Regions from separate parts of the Macaca mulatta genome. Here all the other regions are linked to region 2. The links are chromatin contacts, called in public Hi-C maps. All regions are on one chromosome and are shown on one strand. Each heading gives the region's core, a stretch centred on a gene start, on an enhancer-like site or on the middle of the called end of the contact. The rest is flanking DNA. Distances are from core to core; before and after follow the strand shown.

Region 1 (4,385 bases), core at 1,277-3,776, 590 kb before region 2:
CAGGGAGCTGGAGGAGCCGTTTTCCCTCATCAGGTATCAGGGGCTTCTCCATCTCCCTCTCAGGGCCGAACATAGCCAGCCAGGCAGCTTTCCCTGTGACCAGCGTCTGCCCCACTGCAGACTGCAATGTGAAGTGCCTTGTGGATTGTGTGTTCCCCTGAGTTGATTTAGGTGTAAGTATAAAACTGATGGCAGTTGGAGAAGGTCAGCATTACATATTCATTTTGTTTTAAATAATTGATGATGTTTCCTGTCTCTGCTTACATTAATTGCTCTCAGGTGTTAGAAAATGACTCAGTGAGTTGCCTTTTAATATTTTTTTTTAGAAAGACAGTGTGTCTGCTCTTTGGAATACTAAAAGCAGCATGTACTGTGCAGGACTTTCTAACTGGAGGTTAATAAAGGGAAATTGAACATATGCATTGATGCTCTCTGCTATGTGGAGAGGGATAATGTGCCCAACTATGCACCCAAGGTTGTGAGCCATAACTTTATCCAATCTCAGAATAGAACTCATGTCTACCCAGATTCTCCTGGTCAGATGTAGATGGAAAAACCAATTTGATATTTTCTAAGGTGGTAACACTAATAACGGAGAACAAAATACAAAGTCATTTTTCACAATCAGTCCATAGAAAGATATTCTTTATCAAGTACAAACCACAAGTGTTTTTTCAATGAATGCAGTTATCCAAAGGACTAGGAGGCTATTTTTAAAAATTGATCATATGTATACAGAAAAGCCAGGTTCTTAAAACAATGTTGATTTTGCTACTTTTTAAAATATCAATTGCCTTACTTACAGCTATGTACAAAAAGGTGTGGAGTGTTTTTGGTTTTAAACATTGTTTGTAAAGAGAAGGTGGGTAAACAACATGGCTGACTCTAAGTCACGGCTCCATTTGCACATCCTGCATTGGTGTTTCTGTGAAGTACATTTATGATGCCTATTTACTTAAAGAAGATCAAGAAACTTCTAAAACACTTTTCTGTGATGGATGCAACTAGAGTAGGACACGAATCAAATTCAAATGGAATCAAGTCAATCAGGCTGAGTCTCAGAAGCACACCTGGCTTTTGAGAAAGGGTTGGTTGCTTTGGGGAGTATCCTAGGGGGAAGCAGCTGTACGTGGGGTGTCATCATCCAATCAGTAGATGTCTGATGGCTCTGTCCAGCAGCAGCAGTCTCAAACCCCACTGTGAAGGGAGGGGCTTTGGAGAAATTCATCTTCCTCCTATTTCTCTCCTTGGTTTGAAGTTTATACAGGAAGAAGAGCAAGAGAATCATAGATAACATTTAAATTTAGGAGCTACACTTTTTAAGTTTTCAAGAAGACAGCAACTGTAACCAAAAGAGCTTTGTTCTCAGTCTAAATTTTGATTGATTAGGAAGCAAGACATTCTCTAACCATTGTAAACCATAACATAATCTTTAACTTTGTGAAGTTAATATTCAGCACTTTTTTTTTTTTTTTTTTGAGGTGAGGTCTCGCTCTGTCACCCAAGCTGAAATGCAATGGTACAGTCATAGTTTACTGCGGCTTCCAACTCTTGGGCTCAAGGGATCCTCCCACCTCAGTCTCCTGAGTAGCTACAACTACAGGCACACGCCACCACACTCGGCTAATTTTGTTTTATAAATTATTTTTTCTAGAGACAGGGGCCTCACTTTCTTGCCCAGACTGGTCTTGAACTGCTGGCTTCAAGAAATCCTCCCACCCCAGCCTCCCAAAGTGTTGGGACTGCCTGGCCATACAATCACTTACATGTGCACAAAATATGTGTGCAACATGCAGAGCTATAGCCAGGTGTGTGGTGTGTGCAGACACATGCATATGCACACACAGGCGCACACACACACATACACACACGCACACCACGTCAGTACACCAGCTGTTCGGCATTATTTACAATATATTGGAATCACCGCTGACCTAAAGAGCTGAAGAAAATAACAGGCCATATTTTCAGCTTAGTAAAACCCTGCAGTAGGGAGCCCTTTATGAACAATTACAAGCATTTGCTGGAAATACATTTGCTGATTTAACAAACTGGGTAGGACAAATGTTTAACATGCTGTCGTAATGATGTTCAGATGCTTTTCTTAGTATTCGCTGATCTGAGATAATGCGTTCTTGCCCAATCATGCTACAAAGAAGCAGCGGAAATAAATAAATAAATAGATGTAATGTGATGCGCTCTCACAATAGCAGAGCTGCTGACTGCCCCTGACAGATGGGGGAAAAAAAAAAGTCAATATGATGTCTGAGACAGCCCAGGCTCGGCACTGCAGAATAAATTACATGATTCGCTGAATGCCTAGGCTTCGCTCAGACATACAAAAAAATTGGAAAGATAAAAGCTTGCATTGGCTTCAGATGATATTTACTGCTTGATGGATTTACTAGCAGCCCCGGTACAGTCATACTGTATTGAATTATTGGCCTCTATTTAGCTGTGTGTCCGTCGGAGGTTGAGTGTCCATTTAAGCGTAAGTGAGCTGGAGGCCCGCCAAGCCTCTCAGAGGCTCTGGGTACAGAGGAAGACGCGAGCTAATGGCCACCAGCTTGAATAACAGGGAGCTTGAGGACACTGGGGGAGGCAACAAAGCCCAGCTACAAAGTACTTTCTTATCAATATTAATGCCAAAATAAATATTAATGGAGGCTTCCCAGCATACCATTTTTGAATGTGCCCTGTTTTCTTTGTATTTTAACACAAATAGCTGGAAATGACTGTGTGATTTTTTTTCTTTCCCTCTCCTTCACACTTTTTCTCCCTTTGAATCTAAGAAAGATTTTGGAAAAGACCATTAGCTTTACTGCTGCCCGTTGTCACAGCAGCAGGGTTTCTATAAGGCATAGGAGGCAAATGAAATGCTGGCTCTAAGAGGCATACAGCTTCCAATAAAATATATGATTAGAATGGTAATGTACAGTACATCACCTATTGTTACAGATTCTTTACTGCATTGTGCTATGGCAGTTCAATTGGGAAGGAGCGTTCCATGTACAAAGCGCCCATTAGGAAAGTTGCTTTGTTATCATAGCTTCAAAAAAGAAGGTGGTGTGTGGAACAGGGGATATGTGAAACTCTCTGTACTTTCCACTCAGTTTTGCCATGAATGTAAAACTGCTATAAAACATAAAGTTTATTAATTAAATGGAAACACACAAACAGACATATACACACAAAGAGGGTACAGGCAGACTAGGGTGTGGTGGAGGAACAAAGAGGGCTAAGTGTTGAAGGCACTGGATTCAGCTTCCCAGGGCCTCAAGTGTGAGTGAACTGTAATTTTGCATAGTTTGTGCACTATAGGGAAGAGGGGGTAACTGGGGAGATGCGCCAGTCCAAGAGAAAGTCAGCGTCTGGCTCGTTGTTATTTATGGGAAAGATTAGGGGAGGGTTACTGCACAGGGATTGAGAGTGAGACCCACAGCAAGAGTTCTCAGGCATCTGTGCAAGGCAACTGCTTCCATGAGCAGCACCAAGAGACCACATGCTCCAGGAAGATGCACATGGAGCATGCCAACTGACTCAGTGTGCAAGGCCGGCTTCAGGAGGGTCTCCATGCTCTGGCAAGAGCAGGCACAGCCTCCAAGACCAGAAACCTTCCCTGTATTGGCTTGCCATGCAACCCTGAGCAAATCACTTAATTTCTTTTGTCCCTATTCTCTAGCCTGTGAAATAGTTGATGATATCATAATAACAGTGAACTGCTTTACAACATATTTAATGGGTCAGGTGGAGTATGAATGACAAAAAGGTAAGCAGTGTTTCAGCACCTTATACTTTTGGAGTGCGTTTACGATCATTCTCTCATTTGTTATCTCCACAGCACAGTGCATGGGTCTCGTTATGCCCATTTTATAGAATAGAAAAGTGAGGCACAGCTACTTAAACCACATCACACAGCTAGATCACAGAAACACTAAGACTGGCCCCTAAGCCTCCCTTCTGATATACTTTCTGAACTATAAAACTTGAAAAGTCACCATTCCCTATTTGAACAGCAGGAGTAGGCACAGGTGACCTAGTAGACCCAGAAGTGCATCACTACCCTGAACTTGACTTGCTGCAGGACCTCTGATCACATCCCCGAAGTCCCTGGCCCTTCTCTCCAGCTCGGACCTGTCACTGTGAGGGGTTCCTGGGACCAGCAGTGCTCAGATAGACTAGCTGGGAGATCCAAGGCCCCGAATGCCCCGAATAGAACTATCTCGGCTGGCCTTATGCAGAGCAAGCTATCCTGAGGCTTAAGGGGCGTTGGATGCCACGGTCTGTCCCACCTGCTTTCTGGGTGCTGCTCTGACTTTGCAGACTGCTCACAACAAACAGCAACCATCTATTTCATTCTGACCGGTTCTGCCACTAGAACACTT
Region 2 (4,235 bases), core at 507-3,006:
AGGTCAATCAGTCATGTGGTAATTCGATAATTAGAGTCAAAAAAAAGGTTTTTGGTTGGTTTTTTTTTTTTTTTTTTTTAAGGCGACCTTTTTCGGGAGTTTATCCCTCTGATACTCGCAGCAAACGGTGTGTCTCCCTTTTATTTATTTTTTCTCTCCTCCTCCTCCCTTCACCCACCCCCTCCTGTGTTTAGTCAGATGGCCCCGGAGCTTGGCTTAGTATTTTTAATTAGCTGGCGTTTGGAAGCTAAAAGCAGTAATGAATTGTTGATGGATTGGAAGTGGAGAGTCGCTTTGCTGGAAATGTCGGGGCTGGGAGAGGGGGATGGGCGAGTTAGTAACAACCAACCATCTAAAAGGAGCGATTTTGTTACAGTGCAAGCCTTTCACATCACGTGAGGATCAAGGGCTCAATTGGTTGTCGTGAGAACAAAAATGGTGACAAGCGTATCAAGAAAATACTGATCTGGTCTTTAAAAAAAAAAGCTGTAGGTCTCTCCCCTCCCCCTGCACACACTCCCCCAACCTCCTCCCCCCGCCCCCCCGCAGTGGGCGAAGCTACAAGTTATGAATGTGAAACATTTCTCGGAGATCTAGGATCTCCGAAGTTCGGAAGGAGTGAAATGTAATGAGCACAAGAGCAAAGCAGATGTTTTAAAGAAACACTTTATAAACCTTTCAACTTATCTCCAATTTGTCAGCTTTCCCAGGGGGCCAGGGACGGGGACGCCTGGGGGAGGGAGAAGGGTACCTCCGAGCTACTTGGATTTTAGGGACCCCCACTTCATGTATTAAACAAAGAAAAACCTTTTGCTTGCTCACCAGCCTGGTCCTGTAATAAACACACCATTGTTACTATTTGGGGGTTTGTTTGGGTTGGGTCGGGCTTTTATTTTTTCTCTTAATGGTATTTTTGTTGCTTGCTTTTTCAAGGAGATGGCGAATGGTAATTATAACCATTACACGTAATGAGTGACTATTCCCTTGTTTAATTTTAAATTATCGGGCACTGGGAGCTGACAGGAGAGAGAAATCGGCTTGTTCTGCCCTTGCCCCCATTTTCCTGGATCGGTTTGGGAGAAGGGTCTGCCCAGCTAGGACAGAAGAGGGAGGGAGTAAGGTGAGCTAGAGAATTGACACTGCAGACCAGGATATGTAACTGTGTCACTTTTATTCTCCTTTGGGTTAGAGCCCAAAAGCTAATTTACTCTAAGTTACCCCGAGTGCCCAGTCAAGCTTAATTTGTGTGAAGTTACAAATGCTTCACCCTCCACTGAATAAAATTCACCCTTCTTGGGTTGTTGTTCTAAATGCAAAAGCCAAACCCTGTAACTAGTTCCTCATTTCTATGCATAAAACTCGCACATTCCCCTGCATGAAGTCCCCGCTAAGTGCTATATAGAGACACACCACGCAACCGTACTTACGGTCTGTATTGGATGGAGTTGACCTTTTCCTTCTAACTGCATTGAATGTGTTTGGTTGCAGCCGCTTTATTTTGGAAATTATAATCTCTTCAACAAATTTATTATTAAAGAAGATGGACCATCAAATGTCACAGACCGGCCTGTGTATGTTTTATAAAAGCAAAAATTAAAATTTAAGAAAAGCAAAACAAAAATCCCCCTGGTGCACACACACAACAAGCTTGTTCTGCAACACTGAAATCAGGACTGAAACACAACACACACACAGGGGGAGTGGAGCAAAAGAAGCTCTCAGCCTCTATACCTGAAAGGGACTTTTCTTTGTTCCCAGTGCCCTTTCGCATCGGGCCAATCAGAGAGCAGCTTTTATGAAACTGGGCTCTCTCATTGGCTAGCTGCTTTCTCTTGGCTACTGTAGGGGGTTGAGATATACACACGTATAAAACACACACTGAGAGCGGGTGGGGGTGCTGTGGGGGGTGGTTGTGGAGACAAAGCGTTTTATTTTCCAACCAGATTGGGGTTGAGGAACCTCCCGCAGTAAGAAGGGAAAAAAATGGTGCGCCCGTTTCAATTACTACATCATTCACATAAAACACTTATTTATTAAAACAAATCTCAAACAGGCTGCGAGGAGAGGATGTCGGTAAATACAAGTTTGATTGTGTTATCTTGGGGGAAATAATGTATGTGATCGCTCGGTGGCAGAGAGAAGCCAAATGAGCCACTAGCGCGTAGCGAGGAGAAAAGGGAGGCTGGCTGTGTGGAAATGACTGCGAGCATTTTGCTGGCTTCCCTTCCTTGTTCCAAGGACTCCGCAGTCCAACTCCCAAGACTGATTTTCTGTATTGCAGCTTCTGGCTTTCAACCCTCCCCCCACCACTTTGCCCTTCCTGCAATTTTTTTTTTTTTTTTTTTTTTTCTTTTTCTTCCCTGTGTCTCTCTTTTTACTCGCTGATTAAATAAGAAAAATCGATCTGCGGGTAAAGGCGATGGTGGGGAAACAAGTAACCCTTTTGTTTCCAGGGCTCTGGTCTACAAGCACTGAAGTGTGAATGCAGGCGACCATTTAACCAACACTATGTGAATGATTCTTCCCTGGAATTAGTAACAAATCTTTTCCACCTGGTGTTATTGACGCCAAAAAAGAAAAAATATTAAAATAAGGTCCTAGCTAATCATAGTAACACCTCGGGCCAGCCTCATCTTTTTAAAAATTGACTTGTGAAAGTTAAATATACTAGGAAGATTAACTGTTGAACAGTTCCAGTACACATATTTAAACTGTGGAATGGTCAGAATTCCTCTTCCCCCAAATCTTTCACCCTACTGCTGGGGAACCGGGTGTCATAAATCTTCTGAATGCTACATCTACAATCCACAAACACAGAAATATTTTACAATTTATTGTAGGACAAATGCCAGCAACCAAGTTAATGAGACTCAGGTCACAGGATAAGAGAGGTTAATATGAAATAACAAGTTTAGCGTTTTACTATAACAGCTAACATATTTAAGCTAATGTATTTACATATATTAAGCCTTTAGAGTACATTTAATTTTGAATTTTTTTATTGTTACCTTCATTATTTTTAGAAGCTACAATATGGACATTTTAAAGTCAAAGGGTACTGTAAACTGAAAGCATCATGATCCCAAGTTGTAAAGATCCTGTACTACTGTAATTGTAATTTCCACATGACAATTGCAATTTAAGATTGTGTCTTAACTGAGTCATATGGACACATATAAAGTGAATGAGTGCTAGCAGAAGACAGCTTCTGATGTAAATATTCAGTGATGACTTCGTGGATCAATAAAAATATTTATGTCACATATTTTAAATAATGGCTATTGACTCATGTTTGAGCTTTCAGTATATTTAGTCTATAAAAAATTGCCAATTAGCTGTTTCACTACCATAAATGAACTAGATTTGAGGCTGCAAATAGTTATAAACAGCAGTTTCCACCCTTTATTGGGATATATAAACCAGAGGAATGCAATCTGTAATAGTCCTTAGCTCTCCCTAAGTCAATTTGTATTCAAATCAAAGCTGTACTTTAACAAATAAAATGGGCAAATTAGGGATCCGTTTTAGCTTTGAGATTTGTTATATATGTTTGAATGTACAGATTTTACATTTGTGTATGCCCCATTGATAAGAATACAGCACCATACTGTTTTTTGACTTTTCTTCTTTTAAAAGAGTGATTTCTCAAAGGACCAGATCACTCTTGGGCACTTCCTGTGTCCCTGGGGTGCCATCTACATCTCAGCCTTTGGAAGCCCATGCCTACCCCATATGTTATATTAGTTTAGAAAAATCAATAGTTAGTTCTTAAAAGAATGGGACATTTAAAAATGAGACCTAGTGAAGCTGGAGAAGATTGCAGTTCCTCCAATACAAAACAAATTACAGCGTCTGCAGCACAGATGAAGTCTAACTAAAACCAAAGTTTAGGGTTCCTAATAATCAAATAATCTAATCTAACCCTAGCTTCAACACTTAAACCCAAACCTTAAACCTTTCTGAGAAACCCTACTGGCCAAAGATGAAGGCTTAGGCCTGACCCGACCACATAATTTAACCCAAACCATTTTGACAAATTGAAGTATTTCCTTCCATTCCAACATCTCCACACTCCATTTACACCCCACCCCCACCTCCTTCCTCCCAGGTTCTTCCAGGAGACTTTTGAATAAACCAGTGTTGTCAGACTGGCTTTTCTTGTGTTTGTTTTGTTTTGTTTTGTTTGACAAAGAGGCCAATCAAGAGGCATCAGAGGACCATCACCTAATTGGTGA
Region 3 (3,946 bases), core at 1,351-3,850, 920 kb before region 2:
TGGCCAGGTTGGTCTTGAACTCTTTTTTTTTTTTTTTTTTTTTTTTTGACGGAGTCTTGCTTTGTCACCCAGGCTGGAGTGCAGTGGCGCGATATCGGCTCACTGTAAGCTCTGCCGCCTCCCGGGTTCACGCCATTCTCCTGCCTCAGCCTCCGAGTAGCTGGGACTACAGGCGCGCACCACCACGCCGGGCTAATTTTTTATATTTTTAGTAGAGATGGGGTTTCACCATGTTAGCCAGGATGATCTCGATCTCCTGACCTAGTGATCCACCCGCCTCGGCCTCCCAAAGTGCTGGGATTACAGGCGTGAGCCACCACGCCCAGCAGTCTTAAACTCTTGACCTCATGATTCACCCACCTTGGACTTCCAAAGTGCTGGGATTACAGGCGTGAGCCACTGTGCCAGGCTAGGCCTCTGTACTCTTAATACATATTATTAGCTTTTCTTTTGCTATGACTAGAATTAAAAGAGATCCTGGTATATCACCTCACAGGCATTGGGTTCCAAAGTCTGTGTAAAATGTAAAGAAGTATATGATGCAATTCCATTTTATTTTGAGACAAACACTTTCAGTTGAATTGGTTTCACTTTGGAAGTAATGTTCTTTATGTTATGTCTACCTGCATGCTATAACTTGAATGCATTCCTCGAAAGCCATGTGTTGGAAACTTAATCCCCAATGCAATAGAGATGGGGCAATTATTAGTTGGGGCCTAATGAGAGGTGATTAGGCCATATGGGTGGAGTAAATGGATTAATGACATTATCATGGGGAATGGGTTCATTATCTTGGGAGTAAGTTTGTTATAAAATGGGGAATTTGGTCCCTTTTTACTCTCTCTTGCTCTCTCCTTGCCCTTCTGCCAGGTGATGACTTCTGCCATTGGATGATGCAGCCAGTAGGCCCTCACCACATGCCAGCCCCTTGATGTTAGGCTTCCCAGCATCCAGAACTGTGACCCAGTAAATTTCTGTTTATTATAAATTACCCAGTCTCAGATTCTATTGAAGCAGCACAAAACAGACCAAGACACTGCACATACTTCTTTTTCTCTTTTTCTTTTGGTAAAGGGAAAGAAGATGGATTTCATCTCCTTAAGTCAATAAGTTACTTGATTGTTTTACCATATTTACCATAGAACTAATTTTTATAGATAGTTGAACCATATCAATCTCTCTTACAATTCATTTTGCATGTGCAGCATGTGTTGGTGTATGTATGTTTCCATGTGTGTGTGTTAGGGGTGAGTGCCTGAGTGTATAAATACAACTCGTACAAATCTTTACTGTAGCTCGGATTAGGAGATACAGATGTGTCTGGAATTTCTTATATACTATGGGAGTAAGATCCAGCAGAAGCCTCGTGATAGGAAGACAGAGGAATCTTGTGTGAAAATTCCTCCTCAGGGAGGAAGGAACCTGGCTTAGGGAACTCAGCATGGTAAGAAAGGCTTAGAGTGGTGGAGAGGACAAATCTGAGGACAACATGATGTTTTCGACTCAGGTTTTTCTCCTAGCCCAACGCTTAATGGGTTCTTTCCTGTCTCCTTTGGAAAGCACAGTGAGCTATTCTACCAGAAACTCTGTAAAACAACGTGGCTCAAGTGGCACTGCCCTGGTAACCCTCTAACAGAGGACTCCACAAAAGACAGATGAGACAGAAGCTGGGATCTTGCCAAGTCCGATGCCTGATGGAAGAGCCATGGTGTAAGCAGATCAGAAATATTTATGAGCACGTGTGAGCCCCTGTCTGGGGAGTCCCAGAAATTGCTGAGTTCACAAAGCAGAGAAATTTGAGTTACTACTGCTAATGGGACCACATCTGTACACATAGGCTGGTGAGGCCAAGAGGAATTCTGTTTTCACCTCTATTATTACACAGTGCATGGAATGGTAATTATTTGTTTACACATCTGCTCCGTTGCTATGAAATAAGACTCTACAGGCCAGGAACTGTATTTTACTCATCTTTGTTTTTCCAGAATATAGCCTTTGCCCCTGGCATATAGTAGGTGCTCATTAAGTGTTTGTATCTTTTTTTTTTTTTTTTTTTTTTTAAGATGAAAGCGTGATTTTTGTGTTGGTATGTGTTGATGATGATAGAAATAACTATTGAAAATAAAAAAACTATTTGCTGAGGTTTTGACTCTGTTTTTCATCATTGCAGCATGTTCCTTCACAGGCTGTTTCTGTGAATATGAATACGGTCTCGGATAGAACTCCTGCCTGAGAGGAAAATGCTGAATTAGAATTTGGAGAGGGAACCTCTAAATATCCCATTAGATTAGAGCAGTCATGTTTTTATACAGAAGCTGGATAAAGGAGAAAAGGGAGTATTTCAGCTAGAGGCTTGGAAAGGCTGACAATGAGTATAGCACAATACAAGCCTCAGTTTATTGTGTCTGGATGAATGCATTGGCATTTCTAGACAGTAACCTATACATCTGCTTTCCCGGGAGGAGGGGATGAGCAAGAGAGCCAGAAAAGGAGGTGTTCAGGTTGTAAAAATAGAACTAGTGTGAGAGACTGAAGAAAGCCATGCTAGCAATGACTGGGCTCAGTCACTTATGCAGCTCTGCCACATTCCTCAGAACAAACAGCTATTAAAATCTGAGCACACAAAGCCTGTAGCAGGCTTAGTAATGACAAGCACTGTCAGCACACTATAATTAACATGGGGTGGTATAATTTATAAGGAATGCACTATACAGTTTAATGCCAACACAGAGGGGGAATATCTGTTGTTAGCCTGCAGAATCAAAAGTAGCCTTTCCTTTGACGCCAGCATCTTTCTTTACAAATGCTCTTTCATTTATTATTTTTTTAACTCATAAAAGCCTTTGTTACACAGAGTTAGTTCTGTGCAAGGCAGAGCGAGGCTTGTAGGTGACCCGTAACCTCCCCTCCCCCTCCCATATTAATCAAGAAGGAAAGTCTCAGCAGACTGTCTTTACTGTACATAATTAAGCAGTTCTGAATGCTCAGTGAAACTCAAATGGGATGGCACAGAGCCTGGTAATATGACAGTTAATGGGATGAGACTAGCACTTATTCTGCCTCTATAATAAGCAAAGGCTTTTTGCTTTCCAACTGAGGACAGGAAGAGAAGGAAGCAGTCACAAAAGATAACAACAGTGACAACATTTTGTGTTGGGCACCTCTCTCTACCTCTTATGATTGTTTCTAAAAAGAAAAACACACCCTAACTGGAGGAGATTACCTCTTAATTATCCTTGTTCAGTGGCTGTAAGAAGCAGTGGCTTTTACTTCGGCATAGCCATGGATTGGTTTGAGAAGCATTTTCAGCAAATAGCTCTAATGGGAAGGTTTATGTGTCTTTACTCTTCCTTCACCTCCTGCAAACTTTTAAGGTGGCTGAAATACTGCCTTCATCCTCCTTCCCCAGTGAGGAGGATATTTAATGAAATGATGCGTTATTTTGCTTTTAGAAGATGGTCAACATAAGTATTTGTCATCAAGGACCATTTGCTGCATCTGTGGCTTTCTTCCACTGATCTGCAAACACGAAAATAGCATCTCTTTCCTTCTCTTAAGAAAGAAACTGGGTAAAATTACCTTTGAGGCAAGGAAATGCAGTGATAGAAATTAACAATTATTTTTAGCCACATAACATTGGTATCACAAATTTAAAATGCTTTGTTGGCTTTGTCCATTGAACAACTTGGAAAAAAAATTTTCTGTGCTGTATAAGCCGTGAGAATAACTGGCGTAATGCAGTCATTAAATAATCCTGCAGAGGAGAAAACATATCAAACATTCATCTGAGAGGCAACTGAGCAGCACCGTGAATCTGTACTCTTTGTGTTATGAGACATCCGTGGGAAGCAGAAACCTAAAGGGAAAGAAAAAAAAAAAAAAAGGCCCTATAATTCAAGAACAAGTCCCAGTGACTACTCAGAATCCCTTAGCATGTAATTGTCTT

The links. Hi-C and Micro-C count contacts between places; a contact is called where the count stands out from the background.
Region 1: a Hi-C map of fetal cortex germinal zone shows a contact between it and region 2, with 5 times the contacts expected there. The contact joins the enhancer-like site here to the promoter of ZNF608 in region 2. A contact is called at or near these places in 2 of 14 Hi-C or Micro-C datasets (fetal cortex germinal zone and fetal cortical plate).
Region 3: a Hi-C map of fetal cortex germinal zone shows a contact between it and region 2, with 6 times the contacts expected there. The contact joins the enhancer-like site here to the promoter of ZNF608 in region 2. A contact is called at or near these places in 2 of 14 Hi-C or Micro-C datasets (fetal cortex germinal zone and fetal cortical plate).

The regions. Positions count from the first base shown.
Region 1 is chr6:133,086,970-133,091,354 of T2T-MMU8v2.0, forward strand. No RefSeq gene overlaps it. Among named protein-coding and RNA genes, the nearest start is that of ZNF608, 590 kb to the right of the region's middle. Within about 2 kb of position 2,527, at least 12 of the 40 cell types and tissues checked have an H3K27ac peak or open chromatin away from gene starts, as enhancers often do. A contact at or near this core is called in fetal cortex germinal zone and fetal cortical plate, where this site is marked.
Region 2 is chr6:133,677,131-133,681,365 of T2T-MMU8v2.0, forward strand. It overlaps ZNF608 (zinc finger protein 608), which reads right to left and starts at 1,757. Exons shown (of 10, transcript XM_078004481.1): 1 at 1,428-1,757.
Region 3 is chr6:132,760,756-132,764,701 of T2T-MMU8v2.0, forward strand. No RefSeq gene overlaps it. Among named protein-coding and RNA genes, the nearest start is that of CSNK1G3, 290 kb to the left of the region's middle. Within about 2 kb of position 2,601, at least 13 of the 40 cell types and tissues checked have an H3K27ac peak or open chromatin away from gene starts, as enhancers often do. A contact at or near this core is called in fetal cortex germinal zone, where this site is marked.